Linked DNA regions of Mus musculus: regions 1, 2, 3, 5 and 6 are each linked to region 4. A link is a contact called in public promoter capture Hi-C data. All regions are on one chromosome and are shown on one strand. The core of a region is the stretch at or near the end of the contact, and the rest is flanking DNA. Distances in the headings are between cores, read along the strand shown. Region 1 holds the start of Utp6 (UTP6 small subunit processome component). Region 2 has its middle 7.0 kb from the start of Mir365-2. Region 3 holds the start of Git1 (GIT ArfGAP 1). Region 4 holds the start of Nlk (nemo like kinase). Region 5 holds the start of Crlf3 (cytokine receptor-like factor 3). Region 6 holds the start of Suz12 (SUZ12 polycomb repressive complex 2 subunit).

Region 1 (3,495 bases), core at 889-3,388, 1.3 Mb after region 4:
CAGGTTGACAGTGCTAAGCAAGCCCTCTACAGACCTTCCAACCGCCTGCCGTTGTCAAACTCCTCTAGCAGGCCCACTGCCAGAAGACAAGTTTCCTGCTAAAATCCTGATACACAATGATGTTGCTGATCTACTGACCCAACAGGAGGAAATAGTTCACTCTGACAAGGACCAAGCCTTATTGGGCAATTGCCCTCCACACAGTCATCTCTGATCCTAATTTTAAAAAACGTGCACACAATCATAGAATTCTGGATTTCTGTAGAAAACTGCTGTGAAGCTCACCACTGTCTGATTTAAAATTCTTGAAGGGAGCTGGGCGTGGTGGCGCACGCCTTTAGTCCCAGCACTTGGGAGGTAGAGGCAGGTGGATTTCTGAGTTCGAGGCCGGCCTGGTCTACAAAGTGAGTTCCAGGGCTACACAGAGAAATCCTGTCTCGAAAAACCAAAAAAAAAAAAAATTCTTGAAGGGAATTAAAAAGCTATAGACTCACTCACTTGAACATAGTTGATAAAGTCTTCCTTGAGAAGGGTTCTCCGATGTATTTTGTATTCTAGGTCGGAAGCCTTCTTGATGATAGCCCTGCAGAGAGAGCAAATTACACTGTGACATTTGAGAGGTTAAATGTGATTTTTATTTGGGATATACCGAAAACGGACATTTAACAGGAACATCTAGTTCCTGAACACAGTTATCTTCCACAGGCAAAGCACGCATTCTCTTACACACTTACTCTATGCTGTTACACACTTACTCTATGCTGTTAAGAACATCCACATACAGTTTTAAACTTTCAGGAAAATCACCTCAGTTGCCAAGATCATTACTGTTCCCACCAGCAAAGTAAATAATGCCTAATGCTTTTTATTATTTATACATACTAACAAAGATTTCTCCTCCAAATTTAGGCTACTTAGGGGCTTGTCTTGGGGTGTGTGTGTGTGTGTGTGTGTGTGTATGTATACATTCTCTAGAATCAAACTCAAGGCGTTGGCATGCTAAGCAAGCACTCTGCAATGCTCTTAGCTTCAATGCTTAGGTTTTTGTTAACCAAATCTCTATCCTAAAATCTTGGGTCTATTTTCAGCATGTAAATTCTTAAAACCTAAATTGTCTCTAACTAAATATTACGACAAAGGAGTGAGCATACATGTGTTCTAAGAAAAACAGAATACTCAAGACAATATTTAAGAATGGTAACACATTTAGCACCGCGCCCCCCTTGTTTTTCCAGACAGGTAGCACTCACAGGGATCCGCCCACCTCTGCCTCCCAAGTCCTGGGATTGAAGGCCGGTGCCCTGACTCCGGGCAACATTTAGCACTTTCTAAGCGTCCTCGCGGTGTTTCCTAACGTTTTTCTTTGCGGATCCTACACTCACACTACTACTGCACTTTTATCTAGAGTCATAGAAAAGTAAACTGTTACAGAAAATCACTAAAAGTAACTGATTTTACCAAATTACCAAATGCCAACTATATTCCGTGCCCTGTGGCAGAGCGCTAAAGAAGCATAGGAAATGAATTGAATGGTCTTCAGTCTATAAGTTTAGTTAGGGAGACCTACCCACTCCCCCTGGGCTTCCGTGGCGCTGTACTCGACTATCTAAAGCTGTATACCCCAAACTTTTAAACTATAACCATTTTCTAATCGGAATTCTCCCGCCATTCACACTGCCCAGTATCCTTGACGGGCTAGGATCCTGGCTGGATCACCTTTACGGCCGCAAGACCCTGACCATTGGATGACGGTCAGTAGGAAGGGTAAACGGACTGATTATGGATCGCATTGCAATACGTTAAAGTTGAATTCTGACCGTGGTCAAATTCCAGCCACGGACTTTTCCCTCTGCTAGCATGGTAGCTACAAACAAACTCAGAAAAGTCAGCACGCCGGTCCCCGCCACACACTGGCCTCAAGCTCCCCTCCGGCCTCCCCGCTCCTTCCTCTTCCCTGATCCTCTCTCACTTAATCTCCGCGTGACTGAAGAGTCCGATGCGCTCCAGCTGTTCCAACTCCGGGATTCGATCTTCTATACGTTCCTGAATTATCTCCGCCATGAGGCTGGAACTTCACAAGCAGCCGGGCGGCCGATAAGCGTAGAGAACAGCCACCTTTCAGCCTCACTCTTAGTGATTGACTGAACGTGCTTCGTAAGTCCCGCCTTTTCCGCTTCCGCCATTGGGGAGCCCCTCTTTTCTAGCGAAGCCGCTGTCGCCTCCCTGTGGTTGACTATAGGATTGCAGCAAGAACCTTTTCCGGTCTGGGAATGCATCTTTTGCGGGGGCGGGGCTGGGGGCGGGGCTAAATCCTCGCGCCTCGGAGACCGGAAAAAGCTCCTCCCGGAATACCTGATAGGAGCTTTAAGTACGCTACCTGGAAGTCATTTGTTTTTATCATGCTCCTGTCGCAGGTTCTCGCTTCTCGTCACCGAGAACACTGAAAACTAAAAAATGTAACTGAAGACGATATTGTTAATTATGCAAATTCGATGAGGCTCTAAGGCTGCGGACCAGCTGCCCTGGTCTTAGTCGGCTGGCTTCACGAAACCAGTATGGTAACCGTGCATTTTCACGTCCCAATGAAAGCCTCTGAATGGTTGGTTCTTTTTAAAATGGTGAGAAAAAATGTATTATTTAAATAATTAGGGCCATCGTGCTACCTAGCCTGGCAACCTAAATTCGGTAGAAGGAGAGCACTGACTCCTGCAAATTATCCTCTGATCTCAACACGCGTTCTATGGCGCGTGTGCCCGCCCACGTGAATACACACACGGTTTTTAAATTAAAAATAAATATCTTGACCTATGTAGACAAAATACTTCAAAATTTTAGGCACTGGATAAATAGCAGAAACTGTCATTTGTTTTAGAAAACAATGAAAAGTTTGAAAGTTGGTGAAATAGATCAATATTTACACAGATCTTCCTTACAACATTGTCCAAGCAAATTAGTGTTTCTAAGAGATCCACCTTGGAAGCAACATTGCTGTATAATTACTACCACCTTAAAAAAAAAATCTGTGGTTCCCTTCTCTGTTAAGTTCTGGAAGATGATAAAAAGCCAAAGCAGGGCTTCTTGCTAGACCTGTTATTAGAACACTCACGTCGTTACCCCGGTCTTCTACGTGATTTATGAGAGGGAACTAGACTTCATAGTCACCCAGAGCCACCCAGCTCCTTGCTTTCCTTCCCTTTCTGTTTCACATCTTGTCCCACTGGCCTCAGAACTGACACAAAGGTCAATGTGAGCTTCATCACTTCCCAGCCCTTTCAGATCTAAGATCTGAGACATGGAAGGAAATCATGTATGTAAATTAAAGATGCAGTTTCCTTGTAATAGTAACGCAGGACTTGTTGTTATTAGTCAGAATGGGGATGACTGTGAACAGCAAGTCCAGTGTGGGCAGGAAGCTTGTAATAATAAAAAAAAAAATCAACAAATAAATGCGCAAGTGTAAGGCATTTATAACGTTTCTTTAAGTTCAAGGAAGTC
Region 2 (3,483 bases), core at 360-2,859, 1.0 Mb after region 4:
GACCTGGCTGTTGTGGGCTTCAGAACACAGAGGCAGGAAGAAACTATGTCTTTGCTTTTGGAAGTTTTGTTTTTGTTTGCTTGGGGACAGGGTCTCACTGTGTAACGCTGGCTGGCCTGGAGCTCACTGTTGCTTTTGGAAGTTTGAGTGCAGCAGATCCTCGCAAGCAGGACTTAAGTATAAGCAGAATGTCCGGTCAGTGTTCCTGGCCAGACCCTTCCATATCTGTGAGAAGTCAGCAAATCACTAGCTCTACCCTGTTAGTGTGGAGGGTGAGCCCTCCCTTCCCAGACTCTCGGACACATTCACTCACCCACCTTCACGCTCTCTCCCGCAATCTGGTGACAGCAAGTGCTCATCTTTGGCCAGGTCTGAGAACATGCATTCGCGCACTCACAGTAACCTTGGCCAGATTTTGAGTGTTGAAACATCTGGCAAAAGGAGCCCATCTCCACAATGGCTCTTTTCTATAGACACAGGCTTGGGGGGGGGGGGGTGGGCAGAGCCGGAACTCAAGGAAAGGGGTCTTGGGGTCCTAACTTAGATATGAGGGGTGGGAGTGGAGCAGGGGGTCAGCTTCTGAAAATAGAAGTAGCTAGAAAACCAGCCTCTCCTCGCCAGCTCCCGAGTGGGGGAGGGGCTGCTGCCAACCTCCCCTGGCATTCTCCCTGTCTGTCCTCCTGGTGGATTTTGTTGTAATTAGACAAGTTGTGACAAATATCCCATTGCTTTTCGGGCCGGAGACTTGAGAGAGCCCTGCCTGGAAACCCAGCCTCATTCACTTGGAGCCATAATTAGGCAAGAGAACAGTTCATGGGCCTCTGATTCAATAAAGACTCTTTTATGATGTTGGTTTTTCCCAGAAAAAATAATACCACTTTGCTCCATTTATTGCATTTAATGTGTAATCATATTAGAGGCAGGCAGCCCAGGGGACTGAAGTTACGTATGTGGAGTTTTTTCACCAACGTCTGTCCATGTCTTCAGAGAGAAGCAGTGTCGCCAGCAAGAAAGAAAAAAGTGACTGGGGACATTGTTGAAGGTCTTTGAGGATTTTTCTCTCTTGTCATTCAAAAAGATGTTTTCTCCCTTCAGGGTGAGAGGTGACTTAGGTTTAAAACCCAGAGAGTGAAACTATTGTACTAGCCCTGGGCACTCCCACCTTGTTGCTCTGGGCTGTCCCATGTTGCTTACCCAAGCAGTATGTGTGAGCCTCAGGTTGCTCCTTCAATGTCCATATTTGCCCAACGAACATGCATGCCGCAGAGAGCCAGAGAAGGTGCCCTCCTCCTTTCTGTAATGCCCTGACGGACCTTAACCACACCACTGGGCTGTAAGCAAGCACGACTGTAGCAGGTGGCTGGGGCAGCTAGCCTTGACTAAATATAGCCTGGAGTTCCCCAGTAGCACTGGGTTTATCAGGCAGGTGTGCCAGGCTGCTGCCAACACTAACAGAACATCTGACCCAGGTACATGGTGCTTAAAGGGTATGCTCTCCCGGGCAGCCCCCAACCCCAGCTATCTCTTTTGCCATTTTGTCCCCAGAGCAGTTCTCAGCCAGACCCAAAGTGTTTCCCAATCAGGGAGTAAAATTACTCCCACAGATCTGCCCAGTGCCAGGGCGAGGTAGAAATCACCAATGGAATCAAGAACTTCTTTCCCAATTTGGGGTTTAGAAATCTTAGGCGATGAGGAAATTGCTGGTAGTCACTTGTAGGAGTCGTCTTAAGAAAGAGGGCTTGACATTTCAGAATGCTGAAACTGGGTTGCAATAAACAGAGAAAATTCATTTAATTCCAGGTCGGGTGGGAGTCACCCCACCCCCAATCCCGAGTCTCTTCAGACATCCTGTAGTGGGGAAGAGCTGTGCATTTTCTAGGAGATGGGTTGTCTTTGTATAATGGGACACATTATAATAAATATTCTTAGTTTGGGCTGACAAAATGGATCAGCAGGCAAAGGTGCTTGCTGCTAAGTCTGAGGACCTGAGTTCGATTTCCAGAACCCACATGGGAGAAGGAGAAAACTAACTCCTGTGATTTGTCCTTTGCCCTAAAGGTGTGTGTGCACGTGTACACACACACAGACACACACACACACACACACACACACACACACACACATGCCCTAAAGTTAAAAAACAATTCTTAATCTACTTTAAGACTATTTTTGGAAATTTATACTTAGGCTTTCTGGGTGTTTTATACTTTTGGAAGAATTTCTGTTATATTTTATATTTTTATTATAATTTATACCCCTCCCACCAAGGAGTATAATTAGAACAACTGAAACCAGATTATCCAATTAGCACATTTTTTTTTTCTAATTAGCTTCTAGGAAGTTGTGATGAGATAAACCTTTTTAGGTTTCCAAATGGAACTTTGGCCACAGGGAGGCTCTGAAGAAGTGCACAAGGGAAAACCAAGAATGGGGTCTTTAAAGTTTCAGCTCCCACATGCTCCTCTGCTCCTGATAAACAAACACAACCCATCAAGTCTGCCCCTCAGACAGCAGCAGTGACCAGAGGAGTTGTGTGTCCTTGTCTGCATTAACCAGAGGAGTGAGTCCTTGTCTGCATTAACCAGAGGAGTGTGTCCTTGTCTGCATTAACCAAGCAGGGGAACTATTCATTCACAACTCCACTACCTCTGATAATACTAACTGCAACTGTCTCCTTTTAGCCATGTTAATAGCTGGTATTTTGGAGAGAAAAGATGTCTGTTGGTATGTATTCATCCAGTGTGTCATTATTGAATGTCTTGTGTTTGCTTTCTTGTATCTACTTGCAACAAAAGCCATCTGGCCAGGGTCAGAGTGCTGCCCAGCCAAGGCCAGGAATGTGAAGTTGAGACTGCACTTCGTAGCCAATGCTGCTGCCACAGACCCACACCCTAACTCCCAAATTCTGAACCCCACAGAACTTTGAAAACCCCAAGTTTCAACTTTTGTAACTAAATCTTTGGGAAAACTTTGAACTAAACCAAACTAACACTATTAGTCTATATTTATCTACCGTGAGGGATATGAATATTCATAAGCCTCATTGTAGCGGTATTAATTAACATGTTTGATTACAGTTGCTGCCCCACTGGGGTGCTGCCTAATGTGTAGCACAGGTGTCATGTTCCAGTCTAAAACCTGGACTGGGTTACAAGCACATCTGGCCTGAGAGACTGTTGTAAGAGACTGTGGCTCTTATTGTAGTGTCCACTTAATTAAGGCAAGAACAGCGATGTGCTCAGAGCTGGGGAGAGTCCACTTTCTAGGGTTCTTTTCTGGCTATGGTAGGAGGCAGCCAGCCTGCAGGCGAGCTGCCCAAATAACCACATTTCTTCTCATGTCAGTGGCTGGGCTTTGCCACATAGCTCTTCTAGCTGCCTGTCACAGGCCTTGCAAGCTCGCTCAGCAGTCTTTGCTTATGTGTCTTTTGGATGTAGCCAGTGGTGCCTGGTGCTGGTGCATGTGAGCAGCCGTGGCTCAGAA
Region 3 (3,553 bases), core at 888-3,387, 1.2 Mb before region 4:
CCACCTCCACCGCCAGGGGTCAGCAGAGTGTCGTGATTGCAGCCCGAGTTGAGGAGGGGGCTAGAGAAAGGAGGGGCAACTAGGAGAGGCCGCGAGAATGCCTGTACAATTCCTCATTAAATCGTTTTCAAAACCTTGTGTATGATTCCATTTGAGCTGTTCAGTTCCTGGGATGATGACATCTTCGGGGAAGCCAGAAACCCTTCTTCCCCCATCTTCAAGCTCTAAAGCTTGGCTGTGGTGAGGTTGGGGGTTCTGCAACAAAGTTTGGACTGTGTGAGCCAGGGTCCCTCCCAGGCAGTCCCTGAGCCAATAGGGAGATAGGGTGGCCGGGGTGGGGGGACGTGAATCATTCTTCCTCTGCACGCCCTGTATTCCAAGAAAGGAGAGAGGCCAGCATGCATTTAGAGGCTAGGTTGCCCTTTTGCCAGATGGCCGGCTATCACACGAAGCCCAGGTCGCTTTCCCTTTGGTCTCAACGCCCTGGCTGCCACGTGCTCCAGACGCGCCCACACAGCGAAGAAACAAAGGCAGCCAAGCGACGGGGCTGCCAGCAGCTGCCTCGACATTTAATAAATGAAATTCCATAGCTGGGGGTCGATCCGGGGTGAACGGGCGGCCACTGCTCCTGGGCTGCGCGCCCAGTTTCAGCTGCTAGACTGCTTCCCACCTCCATTGCTGCGGCCACCAAGCCTACAGACTCTTGGGTATGAGTGCAGCATGGTGTGGCATGACCACCACCCTTTGCTGGCAGAAGCCCCACCTGCTGAGCTACTGGTTGGGGGTGGGGGGTGTCTGCAAGATTTTTTTTTAAGGTGAGATTATAAATATATCCTGTGGATCACAATTTCAAACAAACTTGTCAATCTGGGTTGCAGCAAAAGGCGATGGAACTTTGCGTGTATTTTGGGTGGTGTGACTCATAAGCATTACTTGTCTCCCCCTAGGGAAGGAGCCTGCCCACCCACAAGTCACTGCTGCTCTGGCATTGCTGGGAGAAATAGACCCACTCAGACACCCCTAACCAAGGACTCCCCTCAAACCTCCGTTTTATTACTGAGCAGGAATCCCTAACACCCAGGAATCTCCCTTAACTCTGCCACCGCTGACCTGCCCCTTCCCCTACGAGCGCGCCGCCGCCCCTCACCCCCCCCCCCCCAACCTGGTGTTGTGTGCTTTTGCCCTCTCCATAAGCTGAGTTCTCTGACAGCCCTTTTGCGGCTGTAGGGGTGGGGGCTGGGCACAAACGGGTCACACGTGTATGGGGGAGCATGCTCAGTGTGGGGTGCACCCACGTGCAACATGCACTTTAGTTCCTTGCTCCCCCCACCCCCGTCTCCATGAGAAGTCCAAGAAAAAAAAAATCCTTACAAAAATTGGCTCCTGTTATAAGCATATGCTTAGGATACATACACACCCGTCGGGCAGCCCGGAAACATCGTTGATGTACACGAAACAGATAGCAAGTTATTACTGGTGCACACAACACTCTTAATAATCACCCAGATTCTTTGCTTTCCTATTTGAAACAAGAATGATGTATTTTTAGTCCCACAGAGAGGGAGTCACAGTTAAGTGACCTCTCGGGCACCTGGCCGTCCATATTGGTGGTAGTGAGTGTACACCGCAGGGATATGGCCACAGACCCACCTGGACACACTGACTTGGACACAGGGGACCAGAACACACACCTCACCCCAACCCAGCCTCTGACCGCTAGGAGCATTGTGCCTGGGAATGCTTCCTGTCCACCCCGATCCCCACCACGTCCGTCTCTCGGTTTTTGGGCCGAGCGTCCCCTGGACCACTCCCCAATCGGAAAGTGAAGGTCAAAGTGCTAGCGTGTGTCTCGGTTGCAGACCAGGCGGGCGCGGGCCGCGGCTCCTTTAAGAACCCCCGTCCACTCCCGCCTGCGCGCAGGCTTCCTTTCTCCGAGAGGCTCAGCCACGGAGCTGAGCGGAGCGCCGGGGCGGGGTGCGGGCCGCCCCTCCCCCGGTGGGCAGGGCTTTCACTGCTTCCTGCAGGAGCGGCCTGGGCCGCGCAGGGGGCGGGGAGAGCGGCGAGCGGCGGCGGGGCGGCGCGGGGCGGCGCGGGGCGGCGCGGGGCGGAGGGCGCCCGAGGGCGAGCGGGCGGGCGGGCACGGCGGGTTCCGGGCCAGCCCCGGGGGCGGACGGTTGGCCGCGCGCGCGGAGCCTCGCCGGGGCCTTGCGGGAGCCGGGCCGGGCCGCAGGGCCGCCGCCGCCGCCCGGGCCCGCCGCCCGCGCCCCCCACGCTGGCCCAGAGGGCTGCGGCCGCGTCGCCGCTGAGGATGTCCCGGAAGGGGCCGCGAGCGGAGGTGTGTGCGGACTGCAGCGCTCCGGGTAAGCGGCGGGATCGGGTCGGGGGCGGGACCGCGCCGCAGGCCGCCGCCGGGCGGGCGCCGAGGCCTGGCGGGAGCGCTGTGCCGGGCCGGAGGGCGGGGCGGGGGCCACTGCGGAGCGGCGTCCTTGGCGGGAGGGCCGGCTGCGGGGGGCGCTGTGCGTTGGAGCCGGTGAACGGGAGGGAACCGCCTCCCACCTCCATCGCGGCATCCAGACGGAAGCGCCAGCCTGGTGTGGCAGGAGGGCTGTGGCGGAGGCCGGCAGGCTGTGGGAGGTGGGCGCTAGGATGGTTTGTGTCATCCCTGCCACCCCCGCGTCTTGCACCTGCTGCTCACATGGCCCGCGTGCCCGCCGGAGCGGTGGAGGGCAAGGGGCCTGGATACGAGCTCCTAGGGAGCACCTGACAGGGGCAGCTACTCTTAAGACTCCCCGCCCCTGCTTCCCAAGGCTGGGGCTGCTTAGAGGGCCCGGTGTTCAGGAACAATCTAAGCATGGGCATCTTCCCCGGAAGCATCTCCAGGCCTGCTGGTGTCTGGGAACATCTAGACTCAGCTTTTCCTGTTCCGGGTAGGCCTGTTGGAGAAGGTGTGCTAGGTATTGGTTCAGTCTAGACGCCGATCCCTCCTGGTCTCTAGCTCATTGGATAGGAGAAAGCGGTGAGGTTGCTTATGCTCCCCTGGTCCAGCTGACTCCTGAGCGAACTGGACTTACACACTGCTTCCTCCCTACTAACCAGCAGAGTGAGTCGGTCTGAGCTGCTGTGAAAGCCCCCTTGGCTTGCTGAGGAAGTGAAGGGAGGGCAACAACTCACCAGGCTGGTCCCTTCTCTGGGAGGACACAGCCGTTGATGGGACTCAGCAGCTGGCTGGAGGCAGGAAGTTCTGGCCTTTGCCCATCCTCTATAAAAGAAGCTGTGTCTCCATACAGTCTCGGGGTCTTATGGACTCTGGGTAATGAAGATGTGATTAGGTGAGAGTGTGGAGTGCTGATATGCAGGCCCATAACTTGTAGTCACCCCTTAAAATCCCAAGATCTGACCGTGAGCCCAAGGAATGATGGTCCTGTAATTCTCATGATCTAAACTGGAGTACTGGGAGTTGTGGGTAGTTGCAGAGTCATGAACATGGGACACCTTGTAGGTGACTGACCCTGAGACCTCCTTAGGATATGTCACGGTTTGGAGGGTCCTAGAA
Region 4 (3,119 bases), core at 236-2,735:
GGCTGCTGCGGCTGGCCCAGGAGCCTGACCCGGTGCCGGGGATGGGAAATATGGCTGTTGTTGCCCAGGGTTTAACATGGCTGCGGCTGCAGCTGCTGCGGCGGCTGCCGCAGCTGCCGAAGACGTATGCTGCTGGACTGGGTGTACGGCAGCAGCCGACCCCGGATGAAGGTGGTGTTGAGGGTGGTGGTGGTGGTGAAGGTGAGGAGGAGGAAGGTGTGGAAGGTGGTGATGATGGTGGTGGTGGTGACCTGCTGCAGCTGCAGATGTACCGCCATTGTAAGCCGCCATCATTTTTGCGTTGGCTCTTGTGCCACAAAGAGACATTCAAAAAAATGCCCTTTGATTGGAAAGCAAACTGGGTCAAGCTGTCATTTGGCCATTTAAAAAAATGAAGAAAAACCACTCACTCCACCTCAAAAAACATAGAGCGGAACTGGCTTTATGTCTTCATCGGTCAATCCAGACAAGTTTGACAATCTTGGGTGTTCGATTTGGGGGTGAGAGTGTGTGGAAGGGTATGGGTTGTCAAAATAAAAGTTAAGAACATAAAATAAGAAGAAAAAAAAAAGGAAAAGAAAAAGGGAAAAGGGCCCCTTCCCCCCAGGATTCCTGCCACAAGTGGATACTAAAACTCCATTCTTAATGGGGGGGAGGTTCCAACTTTGAATGTGGGAATAAAGGCCAAACCTCCCGACCCCCTGAACTCCGCACACGAAAAGGATCTGGTAACACGCCACCCTTGGAATCTTGTAAGAGGGTTGACTCATCTACCCCTTCCATTCCCACATCCTTTTCTAAACACCTCCCACCTCCTCAAAAACACAATTAAAAAAAAATTCCAACCACTCTAAATCAAAAAAGATGAGGGGAAATTATCAGGGAAACCAGCTTCCAGCTTCCCTCCCCTCGAACTCTCAGGCCTTCCTACATCGCCCCCTACTCCGAGTCTGGTTGACCTGATTGGGGGGACTGAGGAGATGTACCAAACTTTCCTAGGCAGAATGAGCCAGGGAAGGAGGCTGGAGGAAGAGAGTGAGGCGAAGAGGCGACAGGCAGGACAGAAGAGGAGAGAGAAAACCCCGGCAAAAGTGAAGGGAAGAAGGTGCAGGGAGGGAATGAAAGAGCGGTGGGCAGTACTCGGACGCCCAGACACAGGGAACCGCCCCGGAGGAGGTTAGGGTCCCGGGGCCAAAGAATAGGAGCCCCGGGAAGCGGGCGGGGGACGGTCGGAAGCAGGCTGACTCCTGCCCCCGCCGCCGCCGGCTTGTGCTGAGGAGGGTTGGGGGGGAGAGCGGGTGGGTCCCCCGCGCGACGGCCCCTGCAGGGCTCAAGGCTGCTCCGTCTCCCCCCCTCCCCCCCACCCGGCTTCCGTGCCCACGGTCGCTTTCTCCACAGCCGCCGTGACCGCTTTCTCTTCAGCCGCCGCCTTCTCAGCCGCCGGTGCCGCCGCGGCCGGACTCACCTCCCCTAGCAAAGCCGGATAGAGCGGAGCCAGCGGCGGACACGCGCAACCAGCCGCCGAGGCCCCGCCCCCGCCTCACACTGACCGGCTGCCCTAGCCAATCCACGCCCACCTGTCCGCGTCCGCCTCCAATCCCTGGCCGGAAGCTTCAGACAGGCGCACTGGTCGACCAGTGGCAACCAGGTGTGGGTCTCCTGGGGAAATCCCGCCCCCGGTTCAGGATGGGCAGACAGACAGACCAATAAAAAGGCAAATCTTGGCCTGACCGACAAGACTGAAAGCCAATTAAAAATCAAAAATCTCCGTGACTTTTTTTTTTTTTCTTTCGCCTCTCTCCTCTTTTCTTTTTCTTCTTTTATTTTTTTTTTATTTTTTTATTTTTGGAAAGAGCAGGAAGCTGCGTGCTAATCCCGCCTGCAAGAGCTAGAAGAGAGGGGCGGAATGAGGAAAAAAACCAATCACGAGCCAGGAACAAAGAACAGAGAAACCAATCCTTGGGTTGAAGACTAAGTGGGATGGAACTGAGTACAAATAGATATATAATTGGACAAATGGGGGAAAAAAGATTGACATAGGTCCCGCCTTTCGTATGTCCCATTGGATAGCATTGTGGAGAATTTGCTGTCATATCGGAGACGACATCTTCAGGAGGCGGGGCTAAGAGAGAGGTGTGGTTTTGATGTGGGCGGGACTTAGGCGGAGAAGGCGGAGTCTAAATTATCACTGGTCCATTGATAGGAGCCATCTACAACTCTTTCTAAGGTACAAGATATGGGAAAAAATAGAAGGAGCAAAAAGGCATGTTAAGCTTCAAAAACTCAAGGTTTCGTAATACGAAACAAAGTAGACTCATCAGTTAAGCTTGATTTTGACCAAAAAGAGGCTTTATTTTCAGTATACCAAGACTGCAAAATTTATACAAATTAAAAACCAGGGGAAAAAAAAAACACGTTAAAGCCCCTAAACAGTAATAATCTCCCAAAGTTTTCTGGTCAAGTAAGTTCCATTCATTGAAATTTTACTAGAAGAACATCATTCTTTGATATTACTTTGCTTAACCTAAATTTATTCTTAAATACTAGGCTAACAGACATTCTTTTCAATAAAACTGTGTATCAAAACCTAGAGGCCATTTTTGATTCCTCTTTTGCCTGTCCACTCTTCCCTTTCCTATCAAGAAAGTAGTCTTAAACACCTTTGAGCTCCTCTCCACTTCTACTCCTCAATTTGCATTACCTGACTGTAACACCAATAGTGTATTTAATGCATCTCCCTGCCTACAGCTCCCTGATGGGCTGTTGAGGACATAGTAAACTTTTCAGCTCCCATCATCTGTAAAAGGTGAAGTACTGCCTGTAAAATTGTTGGTTAAACCAAGAAAGAAGGCATAGAGAAATTTCAGCAGAAAATATGAGCCCATGAAAAAAATCCCAGGATCATATGAACAATGATATATTCCAAAGTTCCAAAGTTCCAAAGTTCAACATGGTTTTGAAATATAAGGAATTGACTTGGGTTGAGTTCCAGAGAAGTTTGTCATTGACCCGTGTTCATAGAAATATGTAGCCAGATGTTGCGGCACATGCCTTAAATTCCAGCACCTGGGAGGCAGAAGCAGGTGGATCTCTGTGAGTTCAAGGTCAACCTGCTCTAC
Region 5 (3,122 bases), core at 353-2,852, 1.4 Mb after region 4:
AGGACGGTCAGAGCTACACAGAGAAACCCTGTTTCAAAAAAAATAAATGAATAATTAAAAAATTAAAATTTAAAAATGTTCGAGGGGGTGGTGTGGGAGGTGACTAAGATAAAATACACTGTATGCATACATGAAATTCACAGACTAAGCAGTACTATATAAAAGAGGGTATTTTAAACCTTTTTTTTTTAAATCCTAGATTTTCAACATTTATTTCAAAATAGCAGAAGGAATAATGCAGATTCTTTCCAAAGGAAATCCAGATGTCTGCATTGGAAGACCTTGAAAGTATTCACCAAATCAGGTTTAAATCATAAGTCGTATCTGGATTCTGATCCTAGTTCTAGCTCAACTGTTGATGCCTGGCCTACACCAGCTCTAGAGAGGTTTAAATTATTAGCAATGACAATATTCGAAGATTATCGCAGCACTACTTCACCATTTTCTGCTTCGGCACAGCAGCACTGGAGTTACCAGTGTGACGGTACCCTACAAAACTAGGCCTAGAGAAATTCTAATGAATTTCCATTTCCTCAAAAAGCATTAACTAAAGCACTTAATAGTAATGTGAGGATTATCTATCTTATCTAGCATTAGCAGGGGCTTATATCTTTTTCTGTATACCTTTGAGAGTGGAGAGGAGCCATGTGGCTTTCCGCTATCTCTGTTCGACCTTTCCTTGTGGAGAGATAACTGCAGTACTTGAAAGTGTATTTAGCCTCTTCTATTACCAGTCCTCTCTTAAAATCTGTTTTTCCATTTCCCTTCACCTTTGTATACCCTCCCTGAAACATCTTGTTTTGCTCCTTCTGCCCTTCAACATCCTTCACCTTCAGTTCTAGCCTGTCTAGAGATTACTCTAAAAGGTTGTTCAAGGCGTTCGGGATCTTGTGAGATGTTCAAATAACAACCCCCCCCCCCCCCCGTCCCCATTCATTCGGCATTAAGGTCACTGCTGCTCAACCTCTCCATTTCTCCTTACTTCTTCCCTCTCCCTCTACTTCGTCTCCACCTTTACTGTCCCCAGGTCAGTGCCCTCAGGCTTTCTAAACCGAGTTATCTGTCGCAGGTTTCCCCTGACTATGCCCTCTTCCTCCCAACTCTCTTTTCCGATCTTCACTCTGCGATCCCTCGGGTTTTGCTCCCGTGGTTCATCCTCGGACACCACCCCTACGCTCACCAAGTGCCCCGCGAGGCGGCTCAGGAGCGCTCCCCAAACTCTTTCTCAGTCCGCCAAACTTATCTTTCCCTTGAAGAACTCTGCAGGACCCACCTCCCCATGTCACGTCTCCCACAGGTCTGCGACCCACTTCCTCTGCTGAGCCTCGGGGCGCCCCCGCCGCGCGCGCCCACCCTCCGGCCCGCGCCCTCTAAGGCCCGCAGCGGCCCTCCGACCTGCCTCTGCGCCTCCCGCAGCCCCTGCAGCCGCTGGCCCAGCTCCCGCCGGTAGCTCTGCGCCGCCTCCACGTTCTCGCGGGCTTCCTGAAGCAGCACCTCGGGCTCCGGCTCCATCGCGCCCTTCATCTGGTCGCGCGGCCCGCCGGATTCCCGACTGCGCCTAGCTCCCGCGAGCGACCCCGAGCGGCCTCGCGCAGCGGAAGCGCCGCCCCGCCCTGCCCTGTCCTTCACGCCCCGCCCCCGCTGCCGCTTGATTGACAGACGCCGGGGGGTGGGGGTGGGGGGGACACAGGCACTAATGGCGCCTTGGTCTGAGTGAGTGAAACCTGCTGCGCCGTCTGCTCAGCTCCTCCTCCGGCCTCTTTGCTGCGCCCGCCTGGACACTTCCTCAGGAAACAAGTGGAGGCTAGAGTAGAAACACGTGAACACGTCTCTAAGTGCTTCCCACTTCTTATCTTACTGCACTACTTATCTGCCCTGCACAGTGGAGGAAGTGGAGGGACACAGAGGGGGGATCTACTCTCCTAAACTCAGTGCATGATCTCCAGGGCCGAGGCTACAGCTCTGGGCCTTAAATCGTCGCTGTACTACCTTCCTAGTAAATGCCAGCTGAGGCGGGAATTTTGGGAGGATACTTGACCCAGGCGCCACTACCTAGATACTCTTAGGAGGGAGGTGAAAGAGAGAGAGAGGCCCAAGTGATGACCAGCTGTACAGCAATCTTGGCAGAAGGCCAAGGCGAATGATGGCACGTTTTCTTCGGTAAGGGCCTCCCGATAAATATCTGCTGGCATGTGATAAAGTGTATGTTTCGCTGTATTAAGTAAATGGGTGTGACCATGTATAGTAAAAACAAGAGGAGCCGCTTGCTCCTGTGTTTCAGCCCTAAGAGAGGCCGGGGAAGGAGGGTTGCTTGGAATGGGGAGCAAAAAAGGCAGATTGGACAACAAGGATGTAAAAATAAACCTTTCAATACAGAATTTTAGATATGGCATAATAACTTTCACGTGTCACAACATGGTCTTTGTAATTTTCCCCCCAAACTATTAAAACGGTAAAAAGTGATCTGCTGAAAAGCCACACTAAAACTGGTTGGATTTGAGTCCTTAAATGAGCCATAAGCCCAAGGTGTGTAAATTGTCCTCAGCAGGATCAGACACGGTACAGGATTGTCTCAGGATTATGCAATGGATCTGTATTAGAGGCCAGATCGAAGATGTTCCAGGTCAGACTGTTCTTCCCACATGGGCGAAACATAGGGGCATACCCTCTACTCCCAGCTCTTGGGAAGATCTGGAACTCAGAACAGTTATCTGGTTGTTACGTAGTGAGTCTGGGAGAAACGTGAGTGATATAAAACACTGTCTGGAAAAAAAAAAAAGACACTTTCAAAAGTAGGGAGGGGGAGTTCCAGGCCAGCCTGGTCTATAAATAAATAAATAAATAAATAAAGTGGGGAGGGGAAGGAAGAGAGGAGAAGAAGAAATAAAAGAATACTTGAAAATAAGGAAAACAGCTGGGCAGTGGTGACAAACCCCTTTAGTCCCAGCCAGTGACAGGTAAATCTTTTGAGTTTGAGGCCTAAAGACTGAGTTCCACAATGGCCAGGGCTACACAGAGAAACCGTAATCTTCAAACAAACAAACAAACAAAAAATGAATAAATAAAATAAGAAAGTAAAGAAAATAGAAGGAAGCCCTTTTGAAAGAAAAATGGAGAGAGTG
Region 6 (3,310 bases), core at 449-2,948, 1.3 Mb after region 4:
TTTTTGGATTTGCTTAGAGTAATTTAATTATTCAGACCCTGACTGAATTTCCTAACGCTATAAAGCAATACCGCAGCTAAAACTCCAGAAACCTCGGTGGGGTGGCATTCATCAGAGACGTTCTTCAGAAACATAAGGGGGAAAAAAACCCACCATATACCTATTTTGCAGTAAGAAATATTCTTAAATACAGACTAGTATAATGAGAGCATTCTAAAGTTTCTTCTTAATATAAAACATAACGTGGGGTTGGACTTACAGCTCTGCAGTTGAGAGCACTGGCTGCTCTCTCAGAGATCTCTATTTGATTCTTAGCACCCACCCTAGGCCTCACAACCACCTGTGACTCCATTTCCAGGAGAGGCAACATCCTCTTTTGGCTGTAAGGACCGCAGCATACGACCTTGGTGTAGACTTAGGCACAGGGTTCCTCTGTATAGCCCTTGCTGTCCTGGAACTCACTTTGTAGACCAGGCTCGCATCAGAAATCTGCCTGCCTCTGCCTCCCAAGTGCTGGGATTAAAGGTGTGTGCCACCACCACCGAGCATAAAAACATTTTTAGAAAGTTAAAATATAAGCAATATAAGCTGGTTATTTTGTCTAACTTGAAATCCAAGTTATTCAGAGTAAGCCAATTTGTACCAACAGACTTAGGTCGGGTCTGTTTATCTTTTTTTTTTTTTTTTTTTTTTGGTTTTTCGAGACAGGGTTTCTCTGTGTAGCCCTGGCTGTCCTGGAACTCACTTTGTAGACCAGGCTGGCCTTGAACTCAGAAATCCGCCTGCCTCTGCCTCTGGAGTGCTGGGATTAAAGGCGTGCGCCACCGCCCAGTTTATCTATCTTTTTAAACAAGACACTCAAAACACAGCGTTCCTCACAAGCTTTTGGCAGTACAATAAATAAAACTTCAAGAAATGTCTTTACTTCGAATCACCTATTTGTCTCAGAGAAAATGAAGTATCTACTTTGCTCGCATCGTGTTGAGAAGCCACAACCCAATTCCACAGAATCCCAAAACCTCACATCACTTAACAAAACAAAACCAAGTCTCCTTAATTTCTGAGAAACGGCCGCCACAAAATAGGTCGCTCCCTTTCGTAGGCGAGCCCTTCACGTCCGACAACCCAGTGGCTGCGCTAGGGGATTTCGGCCATGGGTGGCTTGGGGCACGTGGCGGCCAGGGGATCCGATCTCCTCCTGCCTCAGTGGAGATGAGACTGAGCACACAGCACCCCCGGGGCAGGTCACTTCCTGAGACCACACAGTCTCGGGATCCGCGGTGGACCTCCGCTCCTTTCAAAGGCCCCTTCGCCTTCAGTTTCTCAGTCACCCGCCTCTCTCTCCAGGGGACCTCTGCCCCCCTGGGGGCGGCGACTGACGAAGCTCTCAAGGCGAGAAACGGCTCCCAAAGCCGCTCGCGAGTCCCCCTCTGCCCACAATGCACCGGGACGAGCAGGAAGGCCGCTCCGACCCCTCATTTTCCCGCGAATTCAGTTCAAAGAGGCGTCCGGGCCCGCGGTCGGCAGCGCGCACGGGCCAACCAAGCCGCGCCTCCGCGAGAAGCGCCTCCGCGTGACTGACGGGGGACTCTGCGGACCAACGGGCTGGGCGGCCCGGCGGCGCGCGCTCCCGCCGGCCAATCAGAGCGCCGGGCGGGGAAAGTGGGCGGAGCGAGGCCAGGGTAGGGTGAGCGGCCTCCGAAGCGGAGCGGGGCTCGGAGGAGACACTTTTTTTTTTTCCTCCCTCCTTCCCTCCTCTCCTCCTCCCTTCCCTTCCCCTCTCCTCCCCTCTCTCCTCCTTCCCCCCTCGGTCCGCTGGAGCCTGCTGGGGCGAGCGGTTGGTGTAGCAGGCGCGCTCACTCTCCGGGGCCGCCCGGCGGGTAGCTGGCGGGGGGAGGAGGCAGGAACCGCGATGGCGCCTCAGAAGCACGGCGGTGGGGGAGGGGGCGGCTCGGGGCCCAGCGCGGGGTCCGGGGGAGGCGGCTTCGGGGGTTCGGCGGCGGCGGTGGCGGCGGCGGCTTCGGGCGGCAAATCCGGCGGCGGGGGCTGTGGAGGCGGCGGCAGTTACTCGGCCTCCTCCTCCTCGGCGGCGGCCGCGGCGGCGGCGGCGGGGGCCGCGGTGTTGCCGGTGAAGAAGCCGAAAATGGAGCACGTCCAGGCTGACCACGAGCTTTTCCTCCAGGCCTTTGAGAGTGAGTGTGAGCGGCTTCGAGGGCAGGGGTGCCCCTCTCCGGCGTTCGGGGCACGGGGCACTCCGCCGGGTTCTCGGAGAGTCCACTTGCTTTGGGAGTGGAGGGAGGACTCGCTGGGGAACGCCGGGGTCCCGAGCAGGTCCCTGACTCCCGGAAGGGTCGCCCCGGGGCCCCCAGGTTCAGAGCAGCCTTGGAGGTGGGGACGTGACGGTTGAACTGAGCGCATATAGATCCCGAGACGAGTTGGTGTTTTCGTTTGTGTCTTCCTTACTCCACAAGTACAGGGATTATAGTTGTAGGTTTCGGGGGGACGAGACACAGCCTGTCCGGAGATGAGTGTTGTAAAGCCGAGGAAATTGTCATGGGTCTGAAATGCGTTCGTACCCACTCTGGCTGCGTGTGAGTGAACACGCAGCATTTGAAACCTTTTAAGCTTTTCAAACCTTTCCGCCCATTTTATGGGTGCGTAGACTGAGAGAGACAGAATGGGGCAAGCGTCCTCTCCGTGGACAACCTTGGAGTTGTTTCTTAATTCCAGAACATTTTTTTTTTAAATCCCGGTTTTTCGTTTTAAAAGATGCGTGGAGGGCGAAACTGACTTTTTTGGAAAGGGGATCACACAGTGCCTGGAAACAAACAATAGAATTTATAAACATTATGACTATAAATAAAATTGTTACTAAGTGGGCATTATATCCTGATGGTTTTGCACCTCTTTTGTGTAGATAGTGGAATTTAGCAATCTTCTAGCTGGGTATTTTACGGCAACTTGAATGAAGTCAGCTTTGCCGTTGAATCTCTTTATTTACACTATATCCGTGGCATATGTTATGGGCTTTGGTATCAGCTGTGCTTGGAAAGACGTTTTACATTGTTTTAATACTCTTCCTTCATTTTCATTGATTCTTCGTGAAATTCTTATTGGAATTTAATACAAATCATTTCGATTTTTGAATATTGAAACAGATAATTGGTCATGCTTCAGAGATCGTTATTCTTTTGCTTAATATACTTTTACAAAAATCTGAAAAGCTTTTAAATATAATCAGAACTGAAGGACAGTAATGAGAATAAATACACTTGTTTGTACCTCTTCTAAGACATCTCATCTCCTTTTA

Evidence for each region. Promoter capture Hi-C pulls out the DNA fragments that hold promoters and counts their contacts.
Region 1: a promoter capture Hi-C map of pre-B cells shows a contact between it and region 4, with 4 times the contacts expected there. The contact joins the promoter of Utp6 here to the promoter of Nlk in region 4. A contact is called at or near these places in 3 of 39 promoter capture datasets (liver and pre-B cells) and 2 of 9 other capture datasets (adipose tissue and liver).
Region 2: a promoter capture Hi-C map of neutrophils shows a contact between it and region 4, with 2.7 times the contacts expected there. The contact joins the enhancer-like site here to the promoter of Nlk in region 4. A contact is called at or near these places in 2 of 39 promoter capture datasets (neutrophils and pre-B cells), 1 of 484 Hi-C or Micro-C datasets (pre-B cells), 1 of 115 datasets of contacts at active chromatin or transcription factors (large pre-B cells) and 1 of 9 other capture datasets (adipose tissue).
Region 3: a contact with region 4 is called in a promoter capture Hi-C map of pre-B cells, with 2.2 times the contacts expected there. The contact joins the promoter of Git1 here to the promoter of Nlk in region 4. A contact is called at or near these places in 1 of 39 promoter capture datasets (pre-B cells) and 1 of 115 datasets of contacts at active chromatin or transcription factors (extraembryonic endoderm stem cells).
Region 5: a contact with region 4 is called in a promoter capture Hi-C map of pre-B cells, with 2.2 times the contacts expected there. The contact joins the promoter of Crlf3 here to the promoter of Nlk in region 4. A contact is called at or near these places in 2 of 39 promoter capture datasets (liver and pre-B cells).
Region 6: a promoter capture Hi-C map of pre-B cells shows a contact between it and region 4, with 3 times the contacts expected there. The contact joins the promoter of Suz12 here to the promoter of Nlk in region 4. A contact is called at or near these places in 2 of 39 promoter capture datasets (the C10 cell line and pre-B cells), 1 of 115 datasets of contacts at active chromatin or transcription factors (astrocytes) and 1 of 9 other capture datasets (adipose tissue).

What each region holds. Positions count from the first base shown.
Region 1 is chr11:79,960,249-79,963,743 of GRCm38.p6, forward strand. Utp6 (UTP6 small subunit processome component) reads right to left here and starts at 2,139. Exons shown (of 19, transcript NM_144826.3): 1 at 1,970-2,139; 2 at 499-583. The coding sequence starts at 2,061.
Region 2 is chr11:79,717,617-79,721,099 of GRCm38.p6, forward strand. No RefSeq gene overlaps it. Among named protein-coding and RNA genes, the nearest start is that of Mir365-2, 7.0 kb to the right of the region's middle. Within about 2 kb of position 1,610, at least 41 of the 459 cell types and tissues checked have an H3K27ac peak or open chromatin away from gene starts, as enhancers often do. A contact at or near this core is called in adipose tissue and neutrophils, where this site is marked.
Region 3 is chr11:77,491,275-77,494,827 of GRCm38.p6, forward strand. Git1 (GIT ArfGAP 1) reads left to right here and starts at 2,138. Exons shown (of 20, transcript NM_001004144.1): 1 at 2,138-2,360. The coding sequence starts at 2,309.
Region 4 is chr11:78,695,940-78,699,058 of GRCm38.p6, forward strand. Nlk (nemo like kinase) reads right to left here and starts at 1,486. Exons shown (of 11, transcript NM_008702.3): 1 at 1-1,486. The coding sequence starts at 327.
Region 5 is chr11:80,079,389-80,082,510 of GRCm38.p6, forward strand. It overlaps Crlf3 (cytokine receptor-like factor 3), which reads right to left and starts at 1,603. Exons shown (of 8, transcript NM_018776.2): 1 at 1,396-1,603. The coding sequence starts at 1,524.
Region 6 is chr11:79,991,408-79,994,717 of GRCm38.p6, forward strand. Suz12 (SUZ12 polycomb repressive complex 2 subunit) reads left to right here and starts at 1,699. Exons shown (of 16, transcript NM_199196.2): 1 at 1,699-2,192. The coding sequence starts at 1,913.